Linked DNA regions of Mus musculus: regions 1 and 3 are each linked to region 2. Evidence: chromatin contacts called from public Hi-C data. All regions are on one chromosome and are shown on one strand. Each heading gives the region's core, a stretch centred on a gene start, on an enhancer-like site or on the middle of the called end of the contact. The rest is flanking DNA. Distances are from core to core; before and after follow the strand shown. Region 1 has its middle 72 kb from the start of Gm40261. Region 2 has its middle 230 kb from the start of Fzd1. Region 3 has its middle 50 kb from the start of Gm40261.

Region 1 (3,181 bases), core at 572-3,071, 190 kb after region 2:
ATAGAAATTGATACACGATGGGCAAAGGCTGAGAACTTATTCTCCAAGATCAGGATCAAAACAAGGATGTCTGCTCTCACCATTGCTACTTAGTACAGTACTGAGGATCCTAGCCAAAGCAGTTACAGAAAGAGAGAGGAGACAGTAAGCAGAGAAGGGGGAAGAAATTGGAGGAAGAAAGAAATGAAGGGAAAGAGAAGAGAGAGGCAGCATCCAAACTTAAAATTATTAAGTGAGCTAACACCTATCTGAAGATCCCTTCTTCTGTGTAGGAACACACACATACACACATGTGCACACACATATGCACAAATGCACACATGCAGGCACACACACCAGACAAACAAACCATTTACAATAATGAAGTCAGCAAAGTATCAAAATATAAAATTAACACATAGAATCAGTTATATTTCTGTAAACCAACTACAAACCAAGAAAAATATAAAATAATTTAATTTAAAATACCATAAAAATTTTATTAGCCAAAGAAGTAAAGGTTTGCACAATAAAAACCATAAAACATTGTGAAAAAATTAAGGAGATATAAGAAAATGAAAACACACTTCATGCTATTCAATGCTATATATTAGAATATCAGCAGTAAAGTTCGAGTTGCGGCTCAGTGGTAGATTATTTAATGCATCAAGGCCCTGGATTTGTTCCTCGGCACCCAGCCCCAGTGCTATATGTAATCAGTGCAGTAAAATCACTGCCATGCTGAGCATGAAGGGCATGCCTTAGTCTCAGCACAGGCAGGGGGGTCTCTGTGCCTTTGACACCAGCCTTGTCAACAAAGTGAGACTTTATCTAAAGAACAGGGGGAAATGCCCATAAAGACTTTTTCAGGAACAGAAAAGCCAACCATAAAGTTCATATGGACTCTCAAGGGATGTTACAAAATGAGAATAGTCTTGAAAAAGAATGAAGCTATAGAGAAACAGCATCGAGGAGGCGTCGTTCACCCTGATTTCAAACTACATTGCAAAGTATATCATAGTAAGAAAACAGGGTACTGGCATAAAGAGAGAACACAGTCCAATGTGTCTCTCTGTAAAATCAAATAGACAGCTCACGCATTCATGGCCAATTTAACAAGGGCAGTAAGAATACTTGCTGGAAATTGGGGACAACAGTACCTGTCTATAGTCCTCCTACTCCAGAGGCTGAGGCAGGATTATCACAAGTTTGAAGACAGCCTAGGCTCCACTGTGAGTTCAAGGACAGCCTGGGCTCTTAGCCTGGGCTAACTCTTGTTCATGTGTGAGTGTGTGTGCGCGCGTGTGTGTGCATGCATAAATATATACAATGGGAAAGAAACAACTTCCTCAATAACATTTGAACTGTAAATAAATAAAATAACTAATTAATAAAAATTAAAATTGTAATTTTTTTAAAAAGGAAGAAAACTGGCTATGCACATCCAAAAGAATGAAATGGATCCTTTGTTTCATCATCTACAAAATATGAACGTGAAATGAATTGAAGACTAAACTATCACACTTGAAATAATGAAATTTCTAGAAGAAAACAAAGAGAGGGAAGTTCCTTGACTTTACTGTGGTTGCTGACTTGTAGGTATGGCCCAAACGTGCAGGCCACCAACACCAAACTGAACACGCAGGACTAAGTTCAATAGCTTCTGCACAGCAAACACCTAACAAAACGGGTCACCTGTGGGATGGGAGGAAACACCTGCCGCTCACACCCCTGTCCTGCAGTCAACACCTGAAATGTTCCAGGAGCTCATACGACTGAGCTGAGTAGCTCATGACTCAGCTAAAAATAATAAGATTATGTTCTTCTAGGAATAAGGAAATAATCAGAAGGTGTCTGAAAAGGTACTCAGTCAGGAAAGCACAAATCAAATCACACTGAGATGCCAGCAGCTGGGATAACTATAACCAAAGAGAAGAAGAAGAAAAGACAGCCAGCACTGTTGAGGGTGTGGAGGGAATGGAACACTCATACCCAGCTGGCCACAGCGTCGACCAGCACAGGAACTGTGGAAACAGTATGGTGGTTCCTCAAAGAAGGAGATGGGGCAACAGTTTGATTCAGCAATATCACATCTGGTTATCTATCCAAAGGAAATGAAGCAACTCAAGAAGAGTCCTTTACATCATGTTCATTGCAGGGTCCTTCAGTGCTCTGTGTTGTTACTGCTGTTGCTTGTTTGTTTTTGTTTTTGTTTTTGTTTGTTTGTTTTTGTTTTTTATTTTGAGCCCTGGCTGTTCTGGTACTTACTTTGTAGAACAGGCTAGCCTTGAACTCATAAAGATTCATCAAAATATTCTAGGTATGTCATCAATGGCTGAATGGATAAAGAAGAGATTTGGGTTGTCATTTTGATATAAGAAATAGAAGGAAACATTGCCATTTTAATATGTATAAACCTAGAAAACGTTATGCTAAGTGAAACAAATCAGACACAAAAAGATAACAACTGTATGATCTCTCACTGGTGTGGAGTCGGGGAAAAAATAAAACAATACCAACTCATAGAAACAGCAAACAGAATTGTAGGTCTACGGGCTAGGAAGAATTGGGAGGGGAGGGCGAATGAGATACTATATAGCAAAAGGTCCAAGCTTCTATCTACAAGATGCACACATCCTATGGATGCACTATTCAGCATGTTGGCTGTAGCTGATAATATTTATTGTATGCCTGAAATGTGCCCAGAGTAGACCTTCAAGATTCTCATCATATGTGCACAGAAATATTGATGGCATGAGGTGTTGGATGTATTAATTAGCTTGGTTATGATAGGTGATATTCATTCTCTCCACGTATCATCTATCTCCCCTACCTTCCCATTTTTCTTTCTAATCAGTGTTTTCTTTCTAATCATCATGTGGTACACCCCCCACACACACACACCCTATAGAACATTTATTTGTCCCAAGTATTTCCACAGAAAGTACAAATCTTTGCTGTGAAAGGCAGTGTATGACAGCCACCTCACTGCTCCTTTGTGGTGCTGCATTTTTAACAAAGCTTCTAGAGACTTCAAAACCCTTTGGGAGATGGACAGGAATATTTCCATAGTAATAAAAAAACAACTCACCTATCTCCCATTTTCAAATTTCTATTTATTCTTTACAACAAAGTCGTGTTTGTACCCTACAGCTGCTAATGTAACTATGAAAGTTTTGATGGCTAGCAAACCTTGTACAGT
Region 2 (2,822 bases), core at 30-2,529:
TTATTTTATGACTAATCTTTGCTATCTTAAATTTTAATTAGAAAAAAATCATGCACTGACTGCTTAGTGATGTAATGATAAGAAGTAAAGGAACAAAATTATGTGGAAGTCATGTAATAGAATCGGGAGTCCTTACCCCTGACCAACTGAAGACTTGTATAAGATTTTCATGGTGCACAGAAAATCCATGTTATGGAAACATTCACATAACTGGTGCCAATAGCCACAGAGTAGATTAAAAGATCATCACTGGTCATGAAGATGCCAGGAGAATGATGGTCCACTGTCTACCATTAACAGAAACCATAGCAACACTGCTTGGGAAGCTTATCATAGAACACACTCTCAAACTTGTCAGGAGATATTTAAGTGCCTTGATATAAGTGGGGTTCCTATTACTGCTGCTCCCTGCTGCACAGCATGACAGACACTGTGATCTGATTCAGTCTCTCTTTTCTTTTCTTTTTGGTCCAAGGCATAAAACTGGACTCACATTTTACAACTTCCTGCCAAGTCAGCTGAAGCTAAAATGCTGAGTTCTGGCAAGTGGGGTGTGTAAAGAAGTGATGCTAAGATACTTCTCAACCTAGCCCCTAGGTCTCCTTGTAGTCCTCCATAAACTCTCTTTTTCTCCATTTATCAGCCCAGTGCAGGGAGGGACATAGCAGAAATCATGGCAGAGTCACACATCCAGAAGTCACACATCCAGAAGTCACACATCCAGAAGTCACACTGCTGGGAGGACACACAGCACCACCCATTGTTTCTTCATGTCTCTGAGTTGTGATGTCATCAAGAAGCTAACTTTTCTCAAATATCTCCTAACTATAGGTGGCTTGTTACAACAGTTATCCTGATTAACAAACAAATTTTTCCTCCCCTGTATTCAGAAAGGCTCACTGAGTACCAAGAAGCTAATTGGCCTGGCCAGTGCCAGGAAGAAACTTAATTACCATGGGTCTGGCTTCTTGCTGAATGCAGATGACACCCTCTGAATTAGGAAATTAGGGGCAAGAGGTTGAGAAATGTCTCTTGTTCCTCCCACCTTCCTGTTTTCCTTACTGAATACTAATGTGGCGTTCCTTGTGGGCCAAAGTTCTTTCCACCCACCTTTGCAACCCTGCTGTGTGCAGGGCATCTCACCCCCACTCAGCGGTTTTAGCTGAGTGAATTCAAACAGAAGGAATGTGGTGATGCAGGCAGTAATCTCAGCCCCTCGGGTTTTTTGGCTTTTCACGCAGAGCATATGTCCACAGCCAAAGCACTTAGGACTCAGCCCCTGAGTGAGGGAGGATACAGCATAAGAGGGAGGGCGACTTAAAACAGACGAAGGTTTTAAGTTCAGCCTGTGCTCAACAGTTAAATTCAATTTAGAGACTTCCCAAAAACTTTCAGAAATTACACAAGGGCCATGAGAAATCAGCTTCTTTCTTTTGTGGTTGCAGATTTAATTCTGTAGTTCAAGAAGCTGCGTCAGAGAGCTTGCACAACACTGCAAGCTGTTGCTGATGGAAAGGAAGAGGCTTCCTTCTGTGCTGTCAAATGCCTAGAGTCACTCCGCAAACGTTTAGCCCCACCCTTGTGTCAGAAATGGGTGAGTCCTGCCCCAAAGAGGACTCAAACCCTTTGGAAGCATCCATTGAAAATGCCTCAGAAAAGATGCTAATGGACGTTCTGGTCCCTCAAAGGTTAAGCTTGAAAGGCTCCTCCTTTGAAGAGAAGGCTAGTAATAAGTCTGGGGAAATACTGGGGTAAAGCCATAGGACCGGAACAGGGCTAGAGATGAAGACATGGGAGCAGGACAGGGCTAGAGATGAAGACAGTTCCAACTGGGCTCACATTTACTTTGCTGTGTGGTCAGGACAGGGCATCTAGGCACTGAGAGGATCTGCCTGATTGGGAAAATTGCTCCTTACAGACAAAAGGAAGGTTTAGAGGCAACAAGCTTTAGCAACCCCAAACTAATGTACTGGGTGTGCTGTACCTTTTTATACAGAATAATTTAAACACAAAAGCAAGAAATGTGGTTCCCATCCCATAATTAATTGTTTAGTAATGTGACTTGAACAGCCTCTTCTTCTGGTTCGCATCATGAAGAGACTATTTCATGAAAGAATAATATAAATATTTATTAATTTGAAATCCCTAACAGCTTCATTGTTTGTAATGCTATTTAAAATGGAAATCTCTATAGAATAATCCTCCCCGCAAAAAATCTGGTTATCACACAAAAATATCCAGGGGAGTTTTTTTTTTCTTACTTGCCTTTTCATCAAGATTTAATTTACATACTATAAAATGTACAGGATATGTCAATGTATTAGACATATATACTCATGTGACTATCATTATAACAACCTGAATACACTGAATAGTCACTGTCATATGAACAAGGTATGCCAAGAAGATGAACCTGCCTGGGATGGTCAATTAGTGTAGGGAAACTGGAAAGATGCCTAAAAACATAAAAAGTACTCTTAGGGTTTTACTGCTTTAAACAGGCACCATGATCAAGGCAACTCTTACAAGAACATTTAATTGGGGCTGTCTTATAGGTTCAGAGGTTCAGTCCATTATCATCCAGGTGGAAACACAGCAGCATTCAGGCAGGCATGTTGCAGGAGGAGCTGAGAGTTCTATATCTTCATCTGAAGGCTACTAGCAGAATACTGGCTTCCATACTCACTTCCGGGCAGCTAGGATGAAGGTTTTAAAGCCCATACCCACAGTGACACACCTACTTCAACAGGGCCATAACTTTTAATAGTGCCACTCCCTGGGCCGAACATACACAAATCATCCCAAGAACTTTGTTGTTTTTT
Region 3 (3,057 bases), core at 472-2,971, 210 kb after region 2:
TGTAAATATTATATAAAAGCAATCATCAGGGGCTAAAGAAATGTTTGGGCAAAATGTTTGCACAAACATGAAACCCTGAGCCCAGATGCCCAAAACCTGCATAAAAGCTGGTGTGGCAATATGGACTTGTATAGCACACGGCTGGGGTACAGAATAGACAGCTCCTGGGGTGCGTGGGCCAACTGGTTTGACACTAATGATAAGCTCCTGCCTCAGTAAACAACCTGTTTCTCACTAATAATGTGAAGAGCAATATAGGAAGTCCTCCCGGTGCTGACTTCTGTCTTCCACATGCATGTGTGGGTGTCTTCACCCCACTCACACACATAAAAAAACATACAAAAGACCACAGTTTTATAGATAGTCACTATTTCCTTATGCTGCCTTCTAGAACATTTCATGTGTAGCATAATACCACACAGTCGGAATGCCTTTTAAATATGTGTGAAGAAAGAAATAAAATGCTCAAACAACGCTCACTAGTGAAAGAAAATCCTCCAAAAATATAAATAATAATACTGGATTTCAAATAGCTTCAGTAGAGAAAATAAAAATCGAGTTTTTGGTGTATTATTTCTCTTGGTTGCTTAATAAGATTTTGTGTTTTTGTTCAAAGCCCACAAATGACAAAGAACCAGCTGCTTAATTTAAGATTATAGCCTGTCCAGGAGTAAGTGGGGAACCTTGATTCACATAAACAAGAGACTCAAAGAGTGAGAGTTTGATGTGACGTTAAAGACATTTTAGAAAGATTTTCCCTCACCCAGGTCCACTAATGCTAGCACACTTAGACATGAGCATCAAGGGGCAGACAGATTCTCAGTTAGATGGTTTTTCTTGAGATTTTCAGTAGGTATCTGACCAGCAAAAGGTACGGAACACCTGAGAGCTCTTCATTAGTGAGATGAGCTAATCTCCAAGCATACTCCATATAGGGCAACAACAATCAGAACTTAATACACAAAACACCCAGACTGGTGCAGAGGGACTCAAAAACTACTAACTACTTTCATTGAAATGTTAAATCCAGGAACAGAAGAAGGGAAATAAGTCAATGGGTTCCTTTCTGATCATCTTTCTCTTAAGAGTTCCTCACCACTGAAATAGTGGGAACACTGTGCTAAACATGTAGTGCAGATAATTATCTAACGTAATATCCAAATATGTACATAATCTGGAGCTTCATTATTTATTAGAAAGATAGTAGAGACATAATATCTAAAATAATGAACAATTGACCTAACTAGCCTATGTTCAAATATTAGCCCTTCCATTTTCTCAATGGGTAACAACAATAAGGAAGTTATCTAATGTCTCTGTGTCTTCCTACGGTATAAAAGGAAATAATGTTAGTACTTATTTTGCAGGCACTATAAGGACTCAAATATTTGGAAAGCACTCAGCATGTTATCTGTGCCAGGAATATAATGTATCATCATCATTACTATCATTTTTATTATCATCACCAACATCATCATCATAATCAACAACAGCAGCAGCATAGAACACCACCACCTTGGACACCAGACAAGATATTATTTGTATTGGATGTCCCTAAAGAAACCTTTCAGAGTCATGGATCCTAAACGTAGGACTATCAGCATACCATTTACTGCTCAAATCTCAGCCTCAGAAATACTAGAGACACTTTGTACACTGGACCTAACATATGAGTAAGTCTGGCTCAGAGAATGCCAGGGAGACGCAAGAGAAACACTGTGTGCAAATACAGACTGAGTCATCTACAGCTCTGGGGTTAGAGTGTGCCAGCTTCTCTTGGCTTGCAGCAATGCAGATAGACTGTGGGAAGAACTTTCAGTTTGGTGGAATTTACTGTTTTATATGTGCTTTGTGGCTGTGAAATCACAGCACTTGCAGAGTTGAGAGGACATCATATATCTGCTCGTCCAACCATTTTACAGATGAGGAAACTGATCCAGAAAAGAACAGTGATGGGTCAGCATGTGGCTAGTAGGTAGTGAAGCCTCTGAAGGAAAGTCTTTTCAGAACCTTAGTGATCATGAGTCATCGTAGAATGTTCCCAGCTTCATACTATAAATCTGATTAACTAGATCCATATTTTATAAATAAGTAGCTTAAAGAGTAGGAGTACTTCACCCAGTTGAACTTCAAATTACTTTAGATCAAAGTAATGTATCTTTTTGGATATCAGACTCTTGCTTAAAAATTTATGTGCTTTAAAATTCCTGTTACAGAGAACATAAACAGTACATTGAGTTTGATCAGTCAGTGAAAAATTAATCTCAGGGGGTAAATGTTTCATCTTTCCAGGCATCGGAGAACGACATAACAAGCATTTTACTGAGTTCCATTCTGGCCCTGAAATCGTCTGTTTATGCCATGTGGATGAAGAGCTTACTGAGAAGCTGACCGTTCCTCACAAGGCCTCCCTTACAGGAAGGAGGCTACTCTGGAAACAGTCCCACCGTTCAACATCTTGCACATTTGCCATGACCCAGACATACAAACACAGCTTGCTCGTGTCTGCTTTTAACAGAAGACTCAGAGCTGGGTGAATTAGATCTCTTACCCCACTGTCTACTCTCATCCAACTTCACAAGCCCTGCATCATGTTTTATTAAGTGGACTGCTTTTCCTTTAATGCTCCATCCTGACTCCCACTCCCTTCCCTCCTAGAGCCATCCACTCCAATGCTTATAAAACCTAGGTGCTGTGGTGGTTGTCCAATTAAGGGATACCCAGGTAGCTGGGAAAGCATCATTGTATGAGATTGTGGGAACATCAGTGGGCATGACCTGGCTTTTTGAAGGACTACCAGTTAAAATTCTTAGAACATCTGTATGGGGTTGGACTTCCACTACCAATGCAAGAGGGGTTCCCCAGGTTCCTCACCAACAGTGAGTGCTAGCTGCCTTTCTTATGGGCATCTGTCTAGTAGGCAGGAATTTGTTAGTGGGCCACTCTGGGATCTCCATCTCTTAGAAACACTCATATCCTCACCTCCCCCCTTTGAAAATGAGGAGGTCTAGATTTCCATACACACCACACACAAGTCCTGAGAAACAGGAAGTGGTA

Evidence for each region. A called contact is a pair of places that touch in the nucleus more often than the background predicts.
Region 1: a contact with region 2 is called in a Hi-C map of erythroblasts, with 5 times the contacts expected there. The contact joins two enhancer-like sites. A contact is called at or near these places in 5 of 484 Hi-C or Micro-C datasets (erythroblasts, granulocyte-monocyte progenitors, macrophages and 2 more) and 1 of 115 datasets of contacts at active chromatin or transcription factors (acute myeloid leukemia).
Region 3: a Hi-C map of embryonic fibroblasts shows a contact between it and region 2, with 3 times the contacts expected there. The contact joins two enhancer-like sites. A contact is called at or near these places in 7 of 484 Hi-C or Micro-C datasets (the C2C12 cell line, embryonic fibroblasts and uterus) and 1 of 115 datasets of contacts at active chromatin or transcription factors (astrocytes).

What each region holds. Positions count from the first base shown.
Region 1 is chr5:4,343,486-4,346,666 of GRCm38.p6, reverse strand. No RefSeq gene overlaps it. Among named protein-coding and RNA genes, the nearest start is that of Gm40261, 72 kb to the right of the region's middle. Within about 2 kb of position 1,821, at least 23 of the 459 cell types and tissues checked have an H3K27ac peak or open chromatin away from gene starts, as enhancers often do. A contact at or near this core is called in acute myeloid leukemia and erythroblasts, where this site is marked.
Region 2 is chr5:4,529,103-4,531,924 of GRCm38.p6, reverse strand. No RefSeq gene overlaps it. Among named protein-coding and RNA genes, the nearest start is that of Fzd1, 230 kb to the left of the region's middle. Within about 2 kb of position 1,279, at least 101 of the 459 cell types and tissues checked have an H3K27ac peak or open chromatin away from gene starts, as enhancers often do. A contact at or near this core is called in the C2C12 cell line, acute myeloid leukemia, embryonic fibroblasts and 2 more, where this site is marked.
Region 3 is chr5:4,322,220-4,325,276 of GRCm38.p6, reverse strand. No RefSeq gene overlaps it. Among named protein-coding and RNA genes, the nearest start is that of Gm40261, 50 kb to the right of the region's middle. Within about 2 kb of position 1,721, at least 66 of the 459 cell types and tissues checked have an H3K27ac peak or open chromatin away from gene starts, as enhancers often do. A contact at or near this core is called in the C2C12 cell line, embryonic fibroblasts and uterus, where this site is marked.